2 separate regions of the Mus musculus genome follow, and region 2 is linked to region 1. The links are chromatin contacts, called in public Hi-C maps. All regions are on one chromosome and are shown on one strand. The core of a region is the stretch at or near the end of the contact, and the rest is flanking DNA. Distances in the headings are between cores, read along the strand shown. Region 1 overlaps Nsmce2 (NSE2/MMS21 homolog, SMC5-SMC6 complex SUMO ligase). Region 2 has its middle 26 kb from the start of Trib1.

What was found. Hi-C and Micro-C count contacts between places; a contact is called where the count stands out from the background.
Region 2: a Hi-C map of liver shows a contact between it and region 1, with 1.8 times the contacts expected there. The contact joins two enhancer-like sites. A contact is called at or near these places in 1 of 15 datasets of contacts at CTCF or cohesin (the NIH/3T3 cell line), 2 of 484 Hi-C or Micro-C datasets (liver and muscle stem cells) and 3 of 115 datasets of contacts at active chromatin or transcription factors (pancreatic cancer cells and regulatory T cells).

The regions. Positions count from the first base shown.
Region 1 is chr15:59,477,080-59,484,082 of GRCm38.p6, forward strand. The region is part of intron 4 of Nsmce2 (NSE2/MMS21 homolog, SMC5-SMC6 complex SUMO ligase); the gene reads left to right. Among named protein-coding and RNA genes, the nearest start is that of Nsmce2, 110 kb to the left of the region's middle. Within about 2 kb of position 3,677, at least 228 of the 459 cell types and tissues checked have an H3K27ac peak or open chromatin away from gene starts, as enhancers often do. A contact at or near this core is called in liver, where this site is marked.
Region 2 is chr15:59,671,148-59,678,541 of GRCm38.p6, forward strand. It overlaps the pseudogene Gm20150. Among named protein-coding and RNA genes, the nearest start is that of Trib1, 26 kb to the left of the region's middle. Within about 2 kb of position 3,269, at least 65 of the 459 cell types and tissues checked have an H3K27ac peak or open chromatin away from gene starts, as enhancers often do. A contact at or near this core is called in liver, where this site is marked.

The DNA of each region.
Region 1 (7,003 bases), core at 2,427-4,926:
GTTCACATTTCCTACACTCAAACACTAGTTCCCCTGTTTTTAAGGAGATCATTGAGAGAGCATAACAGTATATGAGCTATTGCTACTAACACTTATTTCCACTTGGACTTATTCTGCTGTGTGTTTTGATATGTGTGATGGATTTTATGTTCTCTAAAATTCACCCCTTTAACATTCTAAGTCTACTGTTTGGTGGAATTAAGTATGTTCACATTGTGCAGTTGTCACCACCAAGGCTGGGACTTTTTTTAGCATCCCAAACAGAAATCTGATACGGGTTAAATAGTAATTCTTCACCTCCTCCTCCTCATTGGCTTCCATGAACTACTTCCTGCCTGGATGCATTTGACTGTCTGTGTGTGTATACAAGGGCATGCTCCACACTGGCTTGAATGTTTTGTCCACCACCTATATCACAAGTTCGTGCATTAATAAGGCCAGGTAGTTTTTCAGTTTGCATCACATTTTTTCAAGCATTCATCTGGTGCATCTTTGAGTTTCTACTTTTCAATTATCATGTGAATCATTCACTCGTGACTATTGGGCTATATCTGTCTGAGTTCATCCTTCAATTCTTCTGTGTATGTGTCCAGACTAGAATTGTTGAGTAAGATAGCTTTGACAACTGCATTATGTATAGCATCATAAAGAATGTTTCCACTCTCTTTAAAACTCACTCGACCTGTTTCTCTTTCTCTCATATACTCCTCTGCTTAGCTTTAAGTATATATATATATAATAGATATCTATTTTATATCCCTCTAACCCAAAACTTCCAGGTAGAGTTGAGTTAGTCAGCCCAGTGGTCAAGTGAGTCAGAAAGTTATTATAAATTACTGCTAGTCCTCAGGGCCTTGAGATTTTGAAAGTTACATACACAGTTACTACAGGTAACTACACATTTAGAAAGAATGAGTTTCAAGTAAAATGTTTTGCAGGCTTAAAGTGTGGTATATTCCTTTTCATCCACATGTTTTTTTAAGCACCTGTGCTATTGCCAAGGCCTAACCTAGATAACTACATAGGAATTAAAGAATCCACTCAAGTGAGTTTTAGGAGTTTCTACCGTTTCTGTCACCTAAGTACTTTAGATGGTTGTTCCTTTGAGTCATGGGTTTCAAAAGATCCTGCTTACCCTTGCAAAGCTTCTTCCAAATACTGAACTACCATGAATAACTGACATCCTGCTTGTCTAAAGATGAATATTTTCCTTGGAACATGACTCTCCAGTGAGGCTGCTTGTGTGACTGTTGCTGTGTCCAGTCCTGTCATCACAGCCGTGCCAGACCCTTTGGCTGTTCTACACACTTGTTCTACATGGTTGCAGTTTCTCTCTCCTCTTGGGTGTGCTGACCAGCTCTTGCCCACTTCGTTGTCTTTATAGTAGAGCACTGCACTAGGAAGGAAGATAAGGAACACTCGTCCTGCGTCTTGGGAATTTTGGCCTTTAGAGCAGGGGTCTCCATGCTTTTTTCATTGTTCACTGCATATTAATTGCATTTTGTTGGTTTGTCTGTATATATGCTGTAAGTAATTTCAGCATTTACATTGGTAATGAAACCTTTTTTCTTTCCTAGATAAAAGTTAATTATAAAAAGTAGTCATATGGTTTTGTGTATATTCTAAGGTGTATGCAACGTACTTTAAATACCTCTGCTGGGAAAGTTAACATTATTTTTCCTGAGTGAAATCTAGAGATGGTCCTAGGAATTCCAGGGATGAGTAGATTTAGTTAAGGAATTGCTCTAGTATCTGTTCCTCCATCTTCCCAATTCATTTGCTACCCAAGCACAAAAGTCCTATGTGTGTTGGGAATCGAAATAGTATATTCTGAAAATAGGGGTTTTTAAAGAACATTTGGTAGATTTTTATTTTTACAAGATGAAAAGTCCTAGAGAAATGTTTTTATAATAATGTGAATGTATTTAATACCAATTGTGTCAGCTTTCTGATTTAATAACCCAGTATCGGAGACAATCAACCTTTGATAAGTTTATTTTAGTTCTTGGTTTCAGAGGCCTCAGTCCATGGTCACTTGACACTTTCTATTGTTGCAGGATTTTCCCTGTCCAATCACATTAGGACAGTGGGGGGCCTGTGATTGGACAGGAAAAGGGAGGCGGAGCTAGGAGTTGGGGAGACAGAGAGGTCGCAGAAGACAGAGGTCGAAGGAGGAGGAGGAGAAGCCAACATGGAGGCAGATAGTCAGGAAGAAGATCCCGATCCCATGTGGTTTTAAACAGCAACTAGTAGCTAAGATTTTCACAAGGTTAGAATAATTGGGGTAAAACTTTTATCATTATCAATTGGCTCTGAAATTATTGTATTGGCATCTTGTAAATTGTGATCTTATTGTTATATAAATCTACTTGGATAATTAAGCTTTAAGAGTGATGTTTCTACTGGATAATTAGGTGTTGAGATGGCTTTTCATAGGGTGTGTGGGGTGTTGCATGGAAGTGTGAGGAACTTGTGGGGGACATCTTAGAGATGGCCCAGTGGGAACCCTGTGGCCCTGTGGGGCGAAGAGTTGACTGCCAAGAGACTGAGCAAGTGAGATCACCTGACATGGGGGTTAGCCCTAGAGAGTTGGTAGCGGCAGGCAGGAGCATAGCCTGGCCTGGCTGAGAATTGGCGTGTTCATTTTATAATATTTCCCTCAACAATCTATTGCTTTGGGCCAAATGGTAACACAGTATACTATGACTGAAACACATAGAAGGAGGCGAATTTACCTTATGGCAGCCAGGGGGCAAAGAGATAGATGGGAATGGGCTCAGATCCCCTTTAAGGGTACTCTCCTAGCCCCCAGATGACAGATTTGGGGCTAGATTTCCTCCACTAGATTCCACATTAGAAACATTAGACCTCACTGCAGCATCACACACTAGGCAAGCTTTTGCATTATTGGCCTGTGAGGGACACTTAGAATTGGAACTGTAGCACTAATGAATGAAGGCTAAGATGGATTGCTGGTGGCTCTCCTGTCTTGCTGCCAGCCTGCTGCCCTGTCTAGTGTAGGGAGTACACTTTTCTTTCTGTTGCAAAAACAATAAGGGCATCAAGATGATAAATTTTATGTTATGTGGAATTTTTTTCTTCTAACATAAAGACAATCAGATCTTACTTACTCATTGCCTGTAACTAATTTATTTTAAAACCTGAGCCACATAACCAGACTGTCACTGTCTGTGATCCTGTGTAAAGATTCCATGTCGTACCTGTCCTTCTAATTTTCTACTGCTTTGCTAAGTCCTTTAGGCACTTTAGTCTGTTACACCGCCACAACCAGAGAATGGAGTTTTGATTTGTAATACAAACCAAGTAAAACCTATGACTAGCAGTCTCTGGAGCTCCTTCAGTGGTACAGACTTGAAGAGGGGCCTTTAATGATGCCCTGCCTGCCATGTTGCTGTCTGGGATCCAGGAAGGCAGGTAGACAGCAGTCTGAATTGCATTTGGTATTTCCTGTGTTCCAATGCCTGGATGTAAATGAGAGATGAGCATTTCAATTTGGATGATCTGGCTGGGTTCCTAAGCCGAATGGCTGCGCATATACCATAAACACCGTGAAGAAGCAACCATGGAAACACTTGTTTTCTTGTTGAGCTAAATTTACTCTGGGTTGAATATTAACACAGCTCCTGGCAGGACTTTAAAAGCAAAAATAGCTTAAGCGTGATTCACTCTGAGTCACTGCTGGTGCTGAGCTGCCTGGTGCTTGACATTGAACAAGTTGGCAGCCTGCATTGCTACATTTTTTCTAGGAACTCTGAACACATTTCATTCTTGTGAATTTGCTTGTGCAATGATATTAAATAGAGTAATATGTTTACTTTGTTTCTAAGTCAAATGAATTTGAGAATGGCGAAACTAAAGTATTTTTCTTGGGCTTTCTGGAAAAGCAAGCTTCTCAGAATTCTGTGGTTTCTTTAACAGTTTATTTTATAGGAGATTAGTAAAATATGGAAATTTTAGATTAGATACTGGGGCTTCTGGAAGTTTTGTTAAAAAGTCTAGTAGTACTATTAAGCAGGATTCATTAATCTTCTGTCCTTACCAGACAAGGTGATTGTGCCATTCACAAAGCTCTTTCCTTTTCTTTCTTACCAGGGGAGGGAGGGAGGGAGGCAGGCGGTACTGCAGCCTGCTGTACACTCAGCTAGGCGGTTAACTTAGGAAATACTTTTCTTATTTGAGATTATATAATGGGAAGTTCATGGGTTTTGAAAGGCAGACCAGACCCACCCAGGGGATCTCTGTTGGCTCTTTAAAGGCCTCCCTCACATGCCTTTCCCTGAGTCAACCCAAGTGGCTGCTAAATCGTGAGTAGCCTGTTGGCTGACTGTGGGAAAACCTAGGACAGAGCAACTCGCCTCATCCATGATCAGCTAGGGCTGAGTCTAGAACGCTATATGAGAATGGTTTTCCCTTGATGTTGCAATTTCTATTTTAACATGTTTTTGTTTAGCTTTTGGAGTTGCCCAACAGTGTAATTTCAATTGAGGTTTAGTTTCAGCTCTTCCAATTTTTTTTTTCTAATTTAAAGACACTATCATTTTGTCTTAGAACTTCAATGACTTATATAAAAAATGGTTTTCCTATGATAGTCTTAAAACCAAAAGGAGCCTAGCCTAATTTTTGATAGTATTTTGAAATTATTTTACCATAAAATTGTACATTAGAAGATGCAACTCTGGTAGAGAATTTCAACATAGTTGCATAAATTGTGTTTCATATTACAACTTGTTCTCTGCTTGACTTCACTGAAATTAATAAAAGAACCCTTTCAGAAGGATCTGGTGAGTTAGCTTTGGTTTTTTTTTTTTTTTTAAAGAACTTACTCATAGTGTATCCTGTGTTGCTAAGTTTTCAAAGTTACCCATTTCAACCACACCCAAACCCTTTCAGAGGCTTGAAATCTCTTTACTCAGATGTCTTCCCAGTAAAGATTGGGGATCTCTGTGAGTTCCAGGAGATGCGTGAGGACTGTGTAAGAGCTAATGCTTGGTGATGGAGCTGCTGCTGAGTCTTGGATACAACACACAGTTCCTTATTCTGCAGTCAGAGATCCCTTACAGCTTTCTGACTCCGGCCTTGTGGCTGCTGGGAATATCCCTGAGGTGTTTTGTCTCAAAAGGATCCATGCCTTGGAGCTAGAGAAGGGAGAATGGGTTTTTACCATAGCATTCTCCTGGCCCACGGTTGTGCATATTCTGCTGATAGCTGTGTTTTGGAGGCAGGTGAATTTTTGGCATGTCCTTAAAGTAAGTACTACAGGGTTTAGGTAAATCAGCCCTTTCAGATTGTAAACTAAAAGGTTATTAGCCTAGCTGAGTCTCAGCATAACCCGATAGTACTCTGTTACTGCAGATCAGACACACCCCTGTCCCTCTGCCCCCAAGTACCCACCGCGTGTGTGTGTGTGTGTGTGTGTGTGTGTGTGTGTGTGTGTGTGTGTGTGTGTGTGTGGTGTAGAAAAGGTCTTAGGTGTAAGAGTTCAGGCAAGATCCCTATAAGAAAGAACTTGTATACTCATTAAATCTGGGTTTTACAGACTGGGTAACTGTTAAATTTATTTGGTCAGTGCAGTTTCATTTTTCTGCTTCTGTTCATTTGTGTAGTAGCCATTTATTGAACCTTACTATGCCAGAAATTAGGATATTTTTTAAAAGTCGGTGCATTAACTTAGAGGCAGTCAAGCAAATTATTAAATTATCTATGTTTTAAAGGGCCGGTGACAACCATGTCATAATTTTGTTCTAGTAACTATTTTCAAATGTTTCTAATTTTCAAAAAAAAATATGCAGGCATATAGTAACTTTTTGGATAGGATTTTAGATTCTACAATGTGGGATGACTAAGTCAATCTAATTGACATGCTTAGCACTTCATCTACTTTCTAATGGTGAAAACATCCAAAATCTACTTATAAACTTGGATTATGCGTCCTTATCCCATTCTGCCATCACTCTTGGACAATGCACACACTTTTGGTAAATTGTAGTCTTGACTACCTTGAAGTCAGCTTTTTTAGATCTTACACAGAAGTGAATCTGCTCTCTTTATCTTTCAGTACTGATTTAAATGTCCTCCAGGCTCATCCATGTTGCTGCAAATGACAGACCTTTCTCTCTCTCTCTCTCTCTCTCTCTCTCTCTCTCTCTCTCTCTCTCTCTCTCTCCCTCTCCCTCCCCCTCCCCCTCCCCCTCCCCCTCCCCCTCTCTCCCCCTCTCCCTCTCCCTCTCCCTCTCCGTGTGTGTGTGTGTGTGTGTGTGTGTGTGTGTGTGTGTGTGTGTGTGACACAGAGAGATAGAGAGAGCGCACATCTATTGGAAGATATGCTGGCTATGCAGATAGTGTTGTATTGGACCTGGGAGAACAGCTGACCTTGATTTTTATACACAGAGGTGAGATTGCTGGATCATATATGGTAGTTCTACCTTTGGGCCTGTTTTATTTTTAGGAAGCTCCATACTAGCTTCTGTAATGACTGTACAAGTTCTCACTCCTATGAACAGTGTGCAAGAGTATCCTTTGCCCCACATGCTCACGAATACTGGCTACTTTTTCCCTTTGATAATGACTCCTTTAAGTGGAGCAAGGTGATATCCTCTTGTGATTTGCATTTGCATTTCTGTCGTGGTATTTTCATATATTTCTTGCTCATTCCTGTATCTTATGAGAAACACTGGTTTGAGTCTTTTGTCTATTTGTTATTGAAGGTAAAAACCTTCATTATAAATGATTCAATTGGTGAAGTGTATTTGCACCATTTTTTTCTATGTGTTACTGGTGTTTGGCCTACATGTGTTTGTGTACTACTGGAGTGTCTGATATACACAAAGTTCAGAGGAGAGCTTCTCCAGAAGAGCTGGAGTCTTTGAAACTGGAGATACAGATGGTTGTGAGCTGCCATGTAGGTTCAAGAAATCAAACGTGGGTCCTCTGGAAGAACAGCTAACGCTCTTTACCATTGAGCCATCTCTGCTGGCCCATGTTT
Region 2 (7,394 bases), core at 2,019-4,518, 190 kb after region 1:
CAGAAAGATTTTTTCTTTTTCTTTTTCTTTTCTTTTTCCCCTGTACCAAGGAATTCAAGGGTGTTCTCCACTTTCTCTTCTATAAGGTTCAGTTTTTATGTTGAGGTCTTTGATCCATTTGGAGTTGAGTTCTGTGCAGGGTGATAAGTATGGATCTATTTGGATTTTTCTAGTGGAGCCATCCAGTTTGACCAAAACGATTTGTTAAAGATGCTGTCTTTTTTTTCTTAGTGTGTTTATCTAGCTTCTTCATAAAAAAACAAAAACAAAAAATTCAGGTATCCATAGATGTTTGGATTTGTGTCTGAGTTTGTTTCCTTCCTTCCTTCCTTCCTTCCTTCCTTCCTTCCTTCCTTCCTTCCTTCCTTCCTTCCTTCCTCCCTCCCTCCCTCCCTCCCTCTCTCTCTCTCTCTCTTTCTTTTTTTTTTTTTAGAGTTAAAGACAGATCTTTATTTCAAACTCTGATCTACCACATTAACATTTCCCACCAACTCTGGGAGCAGAGACCTTCACAGGCTTCACAATCTTTTGTCTAGGTGCTGCCTCTGTGGGGGCCTTGGCAGCAGCCATTGCTGTCTTCTTTGATGCCTGCTTAACCTTTTTTGCTTCCTTGGCAGCCCATATAGCCTGCTCTCACAGGGCTTTCCTAACCTCTGGTTTCTGATTCCTCTTGGCCATTATATCAGCAAGAGATGCACCAGTAATGGCTCATTGGAATTTGATTGCACGGTGGGTTCTTTTCGTTTGAATTTCTTCCGACTGCCCTTTCTTGTGTTTTCTTCTGTAGAGGACAGTCCAGTTTATATGCCGAGGATTCCTTTTGGAAAGGAATGTAGACTCACATTTTGCATTAAGAAACTGGAAAGCCTTCCCGTCGGTCCTGGTGTAGCGCCGCCCGTGTCCCAGGTAGATCTTGTACCAGCTGAACAGCTCGACCTTCATGGTGATAGATGTCGGCCTGCTGGGGGGAAAGATGGAGAAGAGCCTGAGGTTTCAAATCAGTTCTATTAATCAAAATTTCTGTTTTTGTGGTAATACCCATGCTGTTTTTATCCCTATAGCTCTTACAATTTGAAGTAAGGAATGGCAATTCCTCCTGCATTTCTTTTATTATTCAGGGTTACTTTAGCTAGCATGTGTGTGTGTGTGTTTCCTTAGTAAGCTGGAAATTGTCCTTTCAAGATCTATGAAGGTCTTATGTTAGAATTTTGATGGGAATTGCTTTGGATCTGTAGATTGCTTTTGGGAAGACGCCCATTTTTTACTATATCAATCCTACTGATCCATGAGCATGGGAGATCTTTCCATCATCGTCTGATATCTTCTTCAATTTCTTTCTTCAGTGTCTTAAAGTTTTTTTTAAAGTTTATTTTATCATACCCCAAGATGTTTTATATTATTTGAGGCTATTGAGAAAGGTATTGTCTCCCTGATGTCTTTCTCAGTCTGCCCTTTGTAAGCCCCTTGTGGATCTGTCTCCAACACCGACAATATGCTTGGATACAAGGTACAGACGTCTGGAGGATCATAAGGACATATTTTAAAAACTCATTGTGGTGGTTGAATATAAACGCCCACGTAGGCTCATATATTGGAATACTTCATCATCAGAAAGTGGCACTATTTGAGAAAGATTAGGAAGTGTGGCCTTTTTGGAGTAGGTGTGGCCTTGTTGAAGTAGGTATGGCCTTGTTGAAGTAGGTGTGGCCTTGTTGAAGTAGGTGTGGCCTTGTTGAAGTAGGTGTGGCCTTGTTGAAGTAGGGGTGACCTTATTGGAAGAAGTGTTACTACTTCTTATCTCTAGTGAAATACAAGCAGTAATTAAAAGTTTCACAACAACAACAACAACAACAACAACAATAAGCCCAGGGTTAGATGGTTCTAATATAGAACCCTTCCAGACATTCAAAGAGTTAATGCCAATACTCCTCAAATTATTCCACAAAATAGAAACAGAAGGAACATCGCCAAATTCATTTTATGAAGCCACAATTACCCTGACACCCAAATCACATGAAGACCCAACAAAGAAGAGAATTATGGACAAATTTCCCCTGTGAGAACATTGATGTTTCTCAATAAAATACTTGCAAATCAAATCCAAGAACACATCAAAAAGATCATCCACCATGATTAAGTTGGGTTCATCCCAGAGATGCAGGGATGTTTCAACACACATAAATCAATAAATGCAATCCACCATACAAAGAGACTGAGAGACCAAAACCACATGGTCATCTCATTAGATGCAGAAAAGGCCTTTGACAAAATCCAACACCCCTTCATGATAAATGTCCCGGAGGGACAAGGGATACAAGAGACAAGGCAACATAGTAAAGGCAATTTAGAGCAAACCCATAGCCAGCATCAATTTAAATGGAGAGAAACTCAAAGCAGTTCCACTAAAACCAGGAGCAATCTTGTCTATTCTCTCTGTACCTATTCAATAAAGTACTTGCAGTCTTAGAGCAACAGGACAACTGAAGATCAAGGGGATGCAAATTGGAAAGGAAGGGTTCAAATTATCTTTTTTTTTCTTTTTTTGGGGGGAGTATGTACAAACACACACACACACACACACACACACACACACACACACACACACACATGTATATATAAGTGATCCTAAAAAATTCACCAGGAAACTTCTACAGCTTATAAACACTTTTGGTGAAGTAGCAGCGTACAAAAATTAACACACAAATCAGTACCCCTCCAGTATACAAAGGCTCATAGTGTTTTATCTCAGCAGTAGAAATTCCTAAGACAAAGCAAGGCTGGAAGATTCTGCCCACTGCTCCTGTGGTGGATATACTTGATGTGAGTGATGGGGGGAAAAAGCACCAGTCTTAGGGCTTCAAGCTGCATCTCCAGGCGCCCTTCCAGCTGCAAGGGTAGACTGGTGGGTGATTAAGTCACTGGCCTGGGTAGCAGGCGGGCTGGGCTCCTGGGGTGTTTGCAGGGATCTGTCCTGGGCTTGCGCAAAGAGCAGATTGAGAAAGAGTTTGGTAATGAGAGCTGCTTGCAGGGAACCCAGCCGGCGCTGAGCCAGGTATATAGCCGGTGGGGACTGCCTCACCCACGCTAGCGCATTTGAGCTCCCTTCAACGCTGCAGCAGCTTTTGTCCGGGCTCAGCGTGATGTGAGCCTCCATAGCCTCTGGGAGGGAAGCCCGGCACCCCCACGAGCTGCAAAATCCATCCCACTTTAAGAAGCAGGTGAGGGCTGTGGCCCTGTCAATCATTTCCAATTCTCCTCCCTCTTCAAGGTCTCCTCCCTGCAAGGAGGGCCAGTTCAATGTTGATTCTAACTGCTCTGACCGAGGGGTGGAGCTGTGCTGTTATGGCTCAAATTTCCATCACTAGTTATTTTTTACACTTAGGTGAGTGACTGCTGCCATCTAAGTGTGCTGACCTCCAACTGTGGGAACTTTTGCTCATAACTTCCTTTGTGCTGGACCACTATGCCTGCTCTTGCCCCCAACCCCAGTTTCCAAAACACCCTTGGATTTATTCTCACAGCAAGTCTCTCCATATAGAACTGGGATTCAGAGAGGCTGAGCGACTTACTCGTAGTTGCACAGCTAGTAAGTATCGGAGCCAGGATGTGAACTCAAGAGCCTGTGAGCAATAAGCAACCCTGTTGTCAGGCCATGCACAAAGGTTCTGCTGCGAGCCATGGAGAAGCAGAAGGTAATGAGGTATGGCGGCATCTAACATAACCCCGTATAATGAAGGCAGAGTAGAGGGGATGGTGAGGTTGAGATCATCAGTACTACTAAGTGGATCTCCAGGGAGCCTGGGTGGCAATTGTGAGGGTTCAAAGGGCAAAGGTGAGCACCCTGAAAACCCAAGGACTGAAGAGCTGGACCGTGTAGAATGGGATGAGCATCAGCAGAAGTTTCCATGTGGGCTTGATATGAACAGGAAACCTAGTGATAGTTATGTGCCCCAGTCCTGATGCTCTTTACTAGCATTGGCTCATATAGTCCATCCGGCAGACCCAGGCAACAGATATTGCTGTTATTTTTCATTTACACAGCTAGTAAATAATAGAGGCAATAGCATACCCAGGCTTCCAAAGGACAATTGGAGTTAGATTGCGATGTTATACTTTTGGGGACAGCTGGTGACATAGCAAGTGTAGCGCCGTGTCTGTGCAAGCGCCTGATAATCTCTCAAAAGTTATAGCAGGGATGTCAGGCCTGTGTCACCAGGCTGGATTCTGGCTAATTGCTCTTTATTTATTCCTTAAAAAGACTCATCAGTGCCTTCCTTGTGATTAGATGAGGGTTATGGATTTTGAGAAGCCAAGGCAGAGTGGCGAAGAGACATGCTTACTTTGCAGATATAAATTCACTCTTTGGCTTAGGTGAACTTGTCTTGCAGTTGACATTGCGTTCTTGCAAACTCATCTTCCTGATAAGGGGTAAGAGGGCTCAGTCCCCAAACACAAAACGGAATCACAGACATTTTCGGGCCTCATCTTGACTCTCTGTTGTGTTTTATAAAAAAGAAAAGGAGAATAAGGGATATGTTTGGTATGGAGGTACCAGCCACACACACCATGGTATAATATAGAATAGAACTCATTTAGGGCATAGGGAGGGAAAGGCAGAGAGAGAGAGAGAGAGAGAGAGAGAGAGAGAGAGAGAGAGAGAGAGAGAAGGAGGAGGAGGAGGAGGAAGAGGAGGAGGAGGAAGAGGAAGAGGAGGAGGAGGAGGAGGAAGAGGAGGAGGAGGAGGAGGAAGAGGAGGAGGAGGAGGAGGAGGAGGAGGGACCAGCCATGAACACATGGGGGCAAGAGGGGAGAAGAATGGGGAGAGAAGGGACAGAGAGGGAAAGAGGGTAAGGTCAAGAAAGAGAGACGGGGGCAAGCAACCCCTTTTATAATGAGTCATGTATACCTGGCTGTTGCCAAGTAACTGTGGGGTGGAGCCTAGAAGGAATGCCAACACTCTCCACCCTCAAACTAAAAAACTCTACAGTTTCTAGATGCTGGTAGTTCTTGAAGGGAACAATGCAGACATAGCCAGGACGCAGTGTGTATGGAGCCCACCCCAGACTTCCCCTTCCCGAGGCCACCCCATCTTCTCCAGGAAATCTTAGGATCAGAAGAGAGCAAATCAAGAATCTGCCCACCTGGGACCCCCAGCCTTTCTCTCTCTCCTTCCTTACGTGCTTATTAAGTTCCCAATGCATTCTGGGAGAGCCAGGAATTTCATCTGAATAGAACTGGGTTTGGGAAGGAGAGACCCATGTCACAAGCTTAGAGAGAAAGGTATATGGCTGGGATTTTGCAGCCCAGTGGAGGACAGGTTTCTCATTAGTGCTACGGGTAGCATGTCTGTCAAACACAACTGAGCAGGAGGTGCTAATAAAATAAACAGGGCAGTCCCTACCTGTGAGGGGACAGTAAAGCAGCATTTAACAAGAGCCATCTTCCCAGGTACCGTCAAATGCTGGGGACAAAGAGTGATGTTTCCCTTCCAGGTTCAGCCTGTTGGATAGAGGACGATTTGCTCTGTCTGCATCCAGCTGGCAGAGGACTAAGCCCAGCTTAACCAGAGCCTACGGTACAATGTACCAAGCCTAATAGTTAAATTCCTGACTTCCTTCTTATGGGGAGCTGAACTCTAGGAGTGGACAGGACAATGCTTTGCAACAAGTTTCAGATCTCCAGCTGGAAGCTTACAGCTGCAGGGAAGGTTACAGAAAATAAAAATAAAAGGTGGGTGGTGGTGGCACACGCCTTTGATCCCAGCACCTGGGAGTCAGAGGCAGGCAGATTTCTGAGTTTGAGGCCAGCCTGGTCTACAGAGTGAGTTCCAGGACAGCCAGGGCTATACAAAGAACCTGTCTCGGAGAAGAAGAAGAAGAAGAAGAAGAAGAAGAAGAAGAAGAAGAAGAAGAAGAAGAAGAAGAAGAAGAAGAAGAAGAAGAAGAAGAAGAAGAAGAAGATATCCTCTTTGAGAGTTTTGAAGAAGTTTATGGACATCTCTTGCTGTGTTTTTCTCATCCTTCCTTACGTAACAGTGCAAGCTATGGATACAGCAAAGACCACACATTTTTATGTGCTAGAGCTGTCTAACACACTCTGCAGGGATAGCCACACTAAGTATACAAGTTTTAAGCACAGAGCTTGGTTCATCCTTTGACTATATGTGAAGCCATGCACCCCATTAAAATAAGATGTGGAATGTTTCTCCCAAGTTCCTTCGTGTCTAATCCAAGTCATTACCATCCCCTACCCTAATGTAGTCACTCTTCTGATTTCTGACACAGAGATGTGTTTGCTCACTTTAAAATCAATAACTAGAACCCTGGGAGATGGCAGACTGTAACATGCTTAAGCAAGGAGATCTGAGTTCTGATCCTGGGAACCTGCATAAAAAGCTAGGCATGTCTTAGTCAGGGTTTCATTGCTGTGAAGGGACATCATGAACAAGGCAACTCTTAAAAGAAAAACATTTAACTGGTCCTGGCTTACAGTTTAAGAGGTCCAGTCCATTGTCATCATGACAGAAAGCATGGCAGCGTGCAGGCAGACGTGGTGCTGGAGGAGCCCAGAGTTCTATATCTTGATCTACAGGCAGCAGCAGGGGACTATCTTCTGCAGACAGCGATTCCACACTGGGCAGAGATTTGAGCACAGGAGACCTCAAAGCCCACCTAAACAGTGATGCACTTCCTGTAACAAGACCACACTACCAAGTGGGGCAGGGTTGGAGCAAGCAGAGTGGGGAAGGGGAAGAAGACCACACTATTCCAATAAAGCCTCACCTCCTAATTGTGCCACTTCTTAGAGCCAGACATTGAAACACACCGATCTATGGAAGCCAAACCTACTCAAACCACCCCAGCTTGGCAGTGCATGCTTGTAATTCCCATGCTGGGGAGACCAAAGCAGTAAGACCCTTAGGGATTGCTGGCTGGTCAGTCTAGCTGGCAAGCTCTCGGTTCAATGAGAGATGCTGTCTCAAAACCAAGGTGGTTCAGAGCACTGTTGCTCTTGCAGAAAGAGGACCTGTGTTCCGTTCCCAGCACCCATACTGCGGCTAGCAATCATTAGCATCTCCAATTCCAGGGAATCCAACTGCCTCTTTTGGCCTCTGCAGGGCATCAGGCATGCATGTGGCATACATACCTACACATGGGCAAACACATTAAAAAATATCTTTAAAAGTAAGGTGAGGAAGACACTAAACGTTGGCCACCTCTAGCCTTCACATGCAACCACACATATGTGTGCACACATGTGAACACACACACACACACACACACACACACACACACACACACACACACACACACACAAAGTAAAGTAAGATGGATAAACATAAAACATAGCCAGGTGTGGTAGTGTGGGTTCTTCATCTGAGGAGTGGAAAACTG